2 separate regions of the Ovis aries genome follow, and region 2 is linked to region 1. A link is a contact called in public Hi-C data. All regions are on one chromosome and are shown on one strand. The core of a region is the stretch at or near the end of the contact, and the rest is flanking DNA. Distances in the headings are between cores, read along the strand shown.

What was found. A called contact is a pair of places that touch in the nucleus more often than the background predicts.
Region 2: a contact with region 1 is called in a Hi-C map of liver, with 2.3 times the contacts expected there. The contact joins the promoter of TMEM214 here to the promoter of DPYSL5 in region 1. A contact is called at or near these places in 4 of 16 Hi-C or Micro-C datasets (hypothalamus, liver and tail adipose tissue).

Annotation. Positions count from the first base shown.
Region 1 is chr3:33,946,524-33,950,939 of ARS-UI_Ramb_v3.0, reverse strand. DPYSL5 (dihydropyrimidinase like 5) reads right to left here and starts at 2,033. Exons shown (of 13, transcript XM_004005741.5): 1 at 1,907-2,033.
Region 2 is chr3:34,114,772-34,119,814 of ARS-UI_Ramb_v3.0, reverse strand. TMEM214 (transmembrane protein 214) reads right to left here and starts at 1,890. Exons shown (of 17, transcript XM_042245892.1): 1 at 1,831-1,890; 2 at 511-710. The coding sequence starts at 1,849.

The sequences.
Region 1 (4,416 bases), core at 784-3,283:
CGGCTTTAAGACCAGGAGCTGCACCCACAGCGGGTAATCTCTACGACTGCGTCTCTTCCATTTTGTCAGAAACCGCACCAGCCCTGATTGCTCCCTCTAAGAACGCACAGCGCAGGCGTCCGCCTCTTCAGACAAAGCGGGCTACTCAGGGAGCCCGCTCCGTACCGAGGCGACCTCCACAGGTCTTTCCCCACCCCGACCGTCTCGTTGGTTGGTCAGCAGCAAGGGGCAGGGGGCGGTGCCGCAGCCAGAAGGTACCAAAGCCAGGGGCGGCGTCTGTCTGCGGGTCCCACAGTCTGGGGGGCGGGATGCGCGACTCACATCAGAGAATTACCAGTGGGGTTTGTTGCCCTAACACAAACCCCAAGAGAAGAGCACGTGCCCTTTGATTTCTCCGGGAGGGTTTTCTGCACCAGAAAACTGCACACTCGAGTTCCAGGGGTGCCCTAGCTCCTGGTGCGGAGGACACCAGTGCCGGCTATTGTTCTCCGGGCCTCCCGGGAGGGAAGCGGCCCCCATTTCGCCTCCCTGGCATCACCTGCCGCTGGACCAAGCCTTTCAGCTCTGCGAAGAAAAGGGTGTGCCTGTGGCGCTGCGGATTATCACAAAACCCTAAACGAGTCCCTAAGGGCTGGTGTCAAGCCGGGAGACAAAGCTCCTCACAGGGACAGCCGGCTCGGTCCCCGATCCGCCATCCCGAGTCCGTCGCCCGGTCCAAGAGCCACGCCCAGCCAGCCACAGGACCGCCGGGCCCCTCGCCTGGGCTGAGGGTCTTCGGGCCGAGACCCGCCTCCCCCCACCCCCCAGCTGCCTGCCCCTCCCTTCCCTGGAGACCTCCCTCCCCAGGGAGACCCCTCCCTCTCATCGCGTGGGTCTCCTCCTCCCCAGCGTCTACTCTTCTCTAACCCAGGCAGTCTCCACCCTCCCGCATCCCTCCTCCCCTCCACATCCTTCATCAGCCCCAGCCTCGCCTCGCGCCACCTGCTCCGAGCTCCGACCCTCCCTGCTCAGACCCTTCTCTTTCCTCAAACCTGTTTCCAGTTCCCCGTGCTCCCACCCATCCCTATGTTCGCATCTTTGCTCAAACGGAGGCCTCGCCTCCGCCTCTCCATCTCAGCTCCTCTCCAACTCTGACTCCTGCCTCCTCCCCCGGTCTGGGGCGTCGCCCGCCAAGATCGATGCCCCCGGGAGCGCTCCCGCGCTGGGCTCGGGCGAAGGGACTCCGCTTGGCGCCCGCTCTGGGCTGGGCAGCGAAAGGCGGTCTTTGTGGTTCAGACAGGTGCCTCCAGAGGCGGCCGGCGAATAGTCTACCCGTTAGCCGGACGTGGACGGGCCGCTGGGTCCGGTCCAGACTGGGCAAACTCCAAGCCGGAGGCGAGAGGGACAGAGGGTGTGTGTGTATGCCGGGGGCGTGGGGCGGGCGGGGGGCGGGGGGGAGGCGGGAGGTGATCCGCGCGGGCAGAGGACGGCGCCGATTTAAGGTATTGGGCAGGACGGGCCCACGGCCAGAGAAGCCCCCGCCCAGCCCTCCAGTCATTCACTGCACCTCGACGAGGCTGGGCGTCTACTGTGTCCTAGGAGCGAAACCCTTCCACCAAGCCAGCCTCCTCACCCCAGTTCTTTGCAATCCCACGAGCATCTATTAAACGCCTACTATGAATAAGGTACCGCTCGGCGCTCCGGGAGCTCTGTGGGCTTACAAAGAGGAACCGATTCGGGTCCCAGTTTAGCCCGAAAAGGCTGCCCCGAATTCCAAACCACACCTCCCGCCGCGTTCCCAGCAGCCGGTTCCCTAGGCGCACTCCGACCCCAGCTCTATTGTGCCCCTCCCAGAGAAACAGATTGTGTGAGATGGACGTCCCAGCCCGGGGAGAATAAGCCCACCGCCCGCCCTGCCATCACCCACTCCTCCGGGATGCCGCGGCTGCGGGGTTCTGTCGGTGGGTGGGTTCTCCTCCTGTCTCGCCGCGGCGCCGGCGCTGCGGGTGCTCTGGGCGGCGCGGCTGCACGCGCGCTCGCTCGATAGCCGCCTTGGCGCGCGGGGGCTCCGAAGTCCGAAGCGGCGAGCGGGGGAGGGGACTTGGGTGGGGGCTGGAGGAGGCCTCCGCCAATCATGGGAGCGACAGCTCCTCCCCAGCACTCCCCACCTCGCGCTAGCAGGTTAGGGGGAGGCGGGGACCGGCGGCGCCCTGCATCCTCGGCGGCGCGCGCGGCCACCGCCTGGGGACTACAACTCCCGACAGGCCCTGCCGAGGGGCCAGGGTCCGAGAGGGGAGGAAGGGCGCGGCCCGAGAACCAGCCGACCCCCGGGTGCCATTCTCCGCGTTCCTTCGGATTTCCATGGTGACTCAAGACACTTCACAAAGCCCAGGCGCTTGGACGCGCTGATGCACGGGTCCCCTGGGACGGCTACCGCGTCCCCTCCCCCCACAAGACCCCACCCGAGAGGCTGGAACAATGTCCTCGTCGCCTCTCCTCGGCTGCTGGCTGCTGCCGGCCCTGTCCTTCTCTGCAGGCCGGGCTAAGGCCGCCTGATTACCGCCAAGATCCAATCCTACCCTGGGTGCCCAGCGGAATTGTAGGATGGAGAGGGCGGGATGTAGTTATAGGAAAATGTTCCCATGTACAACGTGATCGGCCACGCGGGGCCACCTCAGTTCGCATCTGTTCCTTCTGGGGCCTCGAACCCGGAGTTCATGCTCTCGGCTACCGCTTCTCCATCCAGGGCTCTCTGGTCCAAGCTGCCCGTCCAGTTTCTTGAAACCTCCTATCAGGGCATGGTGAAGCCTTTGGAAATGTTTTGTAACTCAATTTACCTTCGCTTCACCCTTTTTCTTCAACTTTTGCATACACACATAATCTAACAAAATCAACAAGTCTAAAAAGGGGAGGATCACCAGGCCTTTACCTCCTTCCAAATAGCCTCTCAACCCTTTACCGGTTATCTGTTCTTTCCTGTAGTTGTAATAATAGCTTAGATACAGTTCAGTAATTTGCCTGAACTTAATGCGTTGCTGTTGATACAGTGTTAAAATGCAGCACTGAGTCCTCATTCCAACCTGAGGGAACCCCAAGGGGCTGCTGCAGAAGCACCTCCCCAGGAGGGCCCCTGGGAAGTGGTGAAGATGGGGGAGTTCCCTGACTGTAGCTGCACAACCATGGCCCCAAGAGATGTTTCTCCTGGCAGGATATTTTCAAACAAAACTGTGCTTCATTACACCAGAAGGCCTTCCCACCGACCACCACACCCCGACCCTGTCTCAGCAAAATCTGAGGGTGCCTGGCCTCCAGAGGGCCCACGGAAGTGAGGTCTCATTGGGTCACTTGCTCTGTGCTCCTTTGCTGTAGGCTCAGAGCCTGCAGCCCACTAGGCTGGCAGTTGGACCTCACTTCTGGATTACCACCACAGAGCCTCCACTTTTCCTGGGAGGAAGGTTTACTTTTCCACTCCCTCTCACATCCTGAGCTTATGCAGGGAGACCAACTTCCATCCCCCCGCCCCCAACCCACCCCGGCCCCCATTGAGCATTGTTAGTTGTTAGCTGTCCAGTCTCCAAGTCATGTCCAACCATTTGAGACTCTATGGACTGCAGCACACCAGGCTTCCTGGGCTATCACTATCTCCTGGAGTTTCCAAAATCTCATGTTCATTGAATAGGTGATACCATCCAACCTTCTCATCTTCTGTCACCTCCCTTCTCCTCTTGCCCTTAATCTTTCCCAGCATCAGGGTATTTTCCAATGAGTAGGCTCTTCGCATCAGGTGGACAAAATATTGGAGCTTTAACTGACGACCTCAAAGCATTTCCAACCCAGAAGAGGATGGAATGTGCTTGTGAAAACATGGGGCAAATGGCTCCTCCTTCCGCCACTGCTCCAGCTTGGGGAAGTACCAAGGGATTTCCCTAGGCTGGCCAACTTCTGCTGCTGTCCCAGGGATTTGGGCAAAATGAGTTGAACTTGAGGGAGGTGGAGTGGATCTGGCGCAGGGCAGCGGGGTGCACTTGCACGGTCCAGGCTGCACTTTTTGCCTAAGGAGGAGGGAGCCCTCTAGTGGCAGTAAACTTTCTCTGCAGCATTTAATGGACCTCACGTTTGGACTTCTGCTTCTTTGCTGTCTTGGGTGGGCCTGCCTCCCCAGGTCAGAAAACAGCTGCCTAGAGGTTCTTTGTTGGCCTCAGGCATTGCTGAAAGTCACATTCAAACATGAGGTTGTAAATGGTCCCCATAGTTGATTTTAGTTCTATGTATTTTTAACTTAGGCTCTGTCTCTTGGAAAGTAGAAGGAAAACAGGGCTTGGGGTTCACACATTTCTAGGTTGGAATCTTTGCTCTACTTTCCGGATACTTGACTTTGAGAAAGTTACTTGGTCCATTTGAGCCTTAGCTCCCCAGAGTGTGGGGACCATGTGTGTG
Region 2 (5,043 bases), core at 641-3,140, 170 kb before region 1:
TAATGGGGTAGAGGTGGGGAAATGGCTGAACTAGGTGGTGGCAGGAAAAACAAAGGGTTTCTGCTTTTCGATGCAAGTATGTGGAATGCCATACTTTTGTTGCATCCAGATCTTCAGGAACTAGAGAACAAGATAATTGTAACTGGTGATCTCAAGAACTAATACTCTTGGGTCCCTCACATGTTCAAGGGGAGAAACAGAAGACCGAAAGTGAAAGATCATTCCTTCCTTGGCGGGAGGAACCAGTTTTTCTAAACCCTCTGTGTATCTCTGGATTTTCCAGGTTTTCCTCTCACTAATCTATGGTTCTCTATAAACTCATTCCCTTTCTATCCTAAGCGCGGACACTGCATCCCACTGGGTTTCCATCCTTTCCTGAAGGCCTCCTCTTAGTCAGCAGTGTCCCTCATCCCACAGGTCCCTCAGCAGCCCGTCCCTGTCCCACTTCTTTCATCCTCTCTACTCCTCGGGTCCTCATTCTTCCCCTGCCTAAAGTCTCGGCACACTCACAGCTTTCAGTGCCTCCTCCAGGCTGCGAAAGCGGCCCTGCTTCTGGTTCTGGTTGGTGAGGGTCGCCACCTTCTTAGCCTGCTTCTTGTTCCCCGGTTTCTTAGGCTCCACAGCAGGAGGTGGAACCTGCTCCTTATTCTGCCGCTTCATGATTTTCTCAAAGCCCCGCTCATACAGAGTGCTTGTCGTCTGGATTGGAGCTGGGGTAATGACAGGCAGAGAAAGGGGGGCAGCCCTGAATCAGGAGGGCCTCACAGAAACAGTGGTCCCTCCCCACACACTGGCACTTAATCTCCAGAGAGGAGCCTGCCTCAAAGCCCCTTCCTGCATCCTGCTTAAGGACCCCTCCTGGTGGCTTCTTTCAGTTCCCACAGCTCTTGAGTTCATGGGCTCTTTCAGAGATAAGGCATTTCTTTATTAGGAAATCAGAGCATGGGAAAATTGGGCAGGTGGGCGGTGTCCAACACAGAGGGCTGGCTTCTTTATTGAGTGGCTACCAGTTTGGGAAATTAGTTTTCCCATCTTGGTTCTACGCCAGTTCCTCTTGGTTCTGATGTGACAGTTCTATAATCAACAAGTGGCAAACATTCTCTGCTCCTCCAGGAGGCTTTGAGGAAACAGGCACCGCTTGGAATAATACCTGATGGGTGTGGAGATGCGTACGGTGGATCATTTTCTCCCACTGCCGGGCATCATGAGCGTCCGGGTCCCCACGCCCACCCTCTACCTGCAGGTTACTTAAGGCGGGGGCCCAGTGTGTGATGAACCAGACAGCCTCTCCGCAGTTCCCGGACACCTGCCCGGCGAGGCCAGGCTATAGGGCTCGGGGACAGCTGGCAGGGAGTGTGTGCTGTCTGCTGAGAGTCCAAAGACCGGAATCCCGGTCCCCTCAAACAAGTGATCCTGGGCAAGTCGTCTAACTTCGTTGGGCCTCAGTTTACTCATGTGAGTGGCGAGGACGGCGACCTCCCTCGCGCTGTCTACCTCTTGTGAGGGTCAAGAGAAACGCCAGGGGAGCGCCGGCTGAACTGGGAGGTACCGATCCGCAGGAGAGCTCGCGACTCCAGGAGCTCAGGGGTGTTTGGACCATCTGGGTCCCGGTAGCTGCTCGCTACCACCCGGGGTGGGGAGGTGGGCGGCAGACCTGGGGCGGGGCGAGGGCTACACGGGGCGGCGGGCTGGGTGGGTACTCACGGGTCAGGTCGTACTTCCATACTCCGTTCGCCTCCCCGAGCGCCCGGCGGTCCCCTCCGCCGCCTTTACCACTGCCGCCGGCCCCAGCCCGCCGCCCCTTCTTCACCACCTCCCAGCGCCCCCCACCTGCCGTCTTGGCCGCCATGGTTCCGACCCTCCCGCCACGGCCACCTCCCCGAGCTTTCCGGTCCGGCGCGGACGCGCCGCGCTCTGCCACGTCTCCTCGCAGGGCTTCGCGGCGCGTGACGCCACCCGCAAGGCAGCTTGGTACTTGTAGTCGTTGGTGTTTGCCGGGTTCTTCCACGCTAGGGGTCGGCGCGGAGTCAGGAGCCTTTCTCAGCAAAACAAAACAAAACAAAACAAAACAAAACAAAACAGCCAAGCAAAAGATATTGAGATGAGAGGCTACTGCTTTCGGACAACTTTTATTGAGCCAACCAGTCCATCCTAAGGGAGATCAGTCCTGGGTCTGATCAGTCCTTCATTGGAAGGACTGATGTTGAAGCTGAAACTCCAATCCTTTGGCCACATGATGCGAAGAGCTGACTCATTGGAAAAGACCCTGATGCTGGGAAAGTTTGCGGGCAGGAGGAGAAGTGGACGACAGAGGATGAGATGGTTGGACGGCATCACCGACTCAATGGGCATGGTTTGGGTGGACTCCGGGAATTGGTGATGGACAGGGAGGCCTGGCGTGCTGCGGTTCATGGGGTCGCAGAGTCGGACACGACTGAGCGACTGAACTAAACTGAACATGGAAGTATTGGGTGACTTGGTGAAAATTTAACTGTTTCTGGTTTTCTTTCCGTTCTAGCTGTGCATAAAGGATGGAATGAAAATAATTCTTCTCAGCTCCTGGGAGAGTTTGTGGATGAAATGCTCCCTTTCTTCCAGGAAAGTGCTAGTTTTTCTGTTGCTAAAGATTAAACTTTGAGTTTAACGAGCTATTGAAAAAAGCTATTGTGAAGGAACAGGGAAGAGAGATGGAGCTTGAGGATTCCTCGCCTTGAGGCAGTGTTTGGAGTGGGGTGGGGCAGGAAGTGGAGTGCGGAGAGTCCTTCGAAAGGAGGCAGAGAAAAGTTTTGGCCCTGGGACAGCCAGCGCTGGGTTTCCCCTTGTGGGAAGTGGGAAAGAAAAGGCTCTGACTCCTTCCGCAGAAGTCAGTCCCAAGTCCCAGGTGTGGCAGGGAAGCGATCAAGAACAGAAGACCTGAGGAACTACTTAAGCAGGTTACCTGCTCAGACACTCCCTATCTCTGGAGGTCCCTTGGGCCATGCTTGTTGTATCACGTGAAACCTCAAAACTGGAAGCATCCTGGCAGAGGAGTATGAGTGAACGTGAACTAGAAGTGATTTATCATGATTAAGGAAATGTGCTATTTCATATGCCCTGCCATGCCAAGTTTTTTTCAGTCCTATCTGACTTCATTTGATCCTATGGACTGTAACCTGCCAGGCTCCTCTGTCCATGGGATTCTCCAGGCAAGAATACTGGAGTGAATTGCCCTTCTCCAGGGGATCTTCCCAACCCAGGGATCAAACCTGCATCTTTTAAGTCTCTTGCATTGACAGGATGGTTCTTTTTACCACTAGTGCCGCATGGGAAGCTTACTACTTAATGTACAGTCCCACATTTGACTATGAGATTCATACCTGCCATACTGAGGAACAGGCCAGGCAAGCATTTATCGTAAGAACTAGAGTCCAGCTTCCCACAGGATGCATAGTTTAGGGAGTGATGAATTCCTTAAGGAAGGAGATTAGAGAAGGCTTCCTAAAGGAGATGACACTGGAAATGTGTCCTGAGGAATGGGCAAATAGTCAATGGTTGGGGATTAGGGCAAGTGGAGAGAACAGGCCAGGTGTGTGGACTTGATGTAAGCAAAGGCCTACAAAGGTGGGACAAAGCGGGGCAAGTCTGGGAGACTGGAAGTAGTTCAATGTGACAGTGCTTCATGGATTTTGGAGGTGATGTGGTTGGACAGGGACCTGAGCCCTTATGCCAAGGTCCTTGCCTGTCACATTTTAACTTTGTCCTGCAGATCGTGGGAAGCCAGTAGGAAAGTGGCATACCTACTTTTGGAAAAGTAAGCGGGGACAGGTAAAGGATGGGGTGGGCTGGAGGCAGAAAGTAGGAGATAACCACCTCTTGCTTCCTTCTGCCTGCCCTCCAGCCCCTGCAGACCTGACCATCGCTGACTTTGCCTCAGGTCAAAGGGTCTGAAATGAAGTGCTTTTGCCTAGGACCATATTTGAGATAAGCATTAATCAATTCATTTTTTTCACATAATTGGTTTAGCTTTCCTCAGACACTGTCTTCTCTTTGTTCTACCTCTTCTGTGTTACATGTATGGTCACAAAAGCGATACTGATTTTGGAAGAGAAACAGAAAGGGCTTTCCAGAGAGGCAAAGAAGGGGGTGTTCCATGGTGGAAATATAGAGAAGGGTGGGGAGGGGCTTTATTTCCTGTCTTAGAATAGTCCAGCAGGTCATCAATTGCACCTTGGCACCTACGGGATAGAAGTCATTCACTTACTTATCCAGTAGCATTTCCTAAGCCCTTTCTGCACCTAATAAGCACTTAGCACAGTGGTAGGTGGGAGCTAGAGGACACATGTTACTTGCTTGAGAGGAACTTGAGAAACCTGTGTGGGAGACAGACAAAGCAGAAAATTGTAATTCACTGTCTTAAATGTTCCAGAGTTTGGGGAGAAGGCAATGGCTTTACATCCTGGAGCTCTAGGTCTTCAAAGAGCAACCTTAGGCACTAGCCATGAAGGGTGGGCTTGGGCAGGTACCCATGGGGTAAAAGGGAAGAATCAAAAGACTGGGTCAAGTTTGGGATGGACATGTTCTGCTATATTTAAAATGGCTAACCAACAAGAACCTACTGTATAGCACATGGAAGTCTGCTCAATGTTATGTGGCAGCCTGAATGGGAGAAGAGTCTGGGGAGAATGGATACATGTATATGTATGGCTGAGTTTGTTTGCTGTTCACCTGAAACTATCACAACATTGTTAATCGGCTATACCCCAATACAAAATTTTTAAAAGTTAAAAAAAAAAAAAAAAGACTGGGTCAAAGAGGATGGGTGGCTGTCTGGTGTGGGGACAAGAACAGTAAACTCATTGAAGCAGGTTGACCTCCTTGGTTTCCTATTGCTGCTATAAGAAATTGCCACAAACTTACTGGCTTAACACAACACAAACTTCTTGTCTTATAGCTCTGAAAGGCAAAAGTCTGTCAGGGTCTCACTGGGGTAAAATATGGTATCCATAGGGCAGTGGTCCCTTGTGGAGACTCTAGGAGAGATTCTGTTTCCTTACCTCTCCCGGC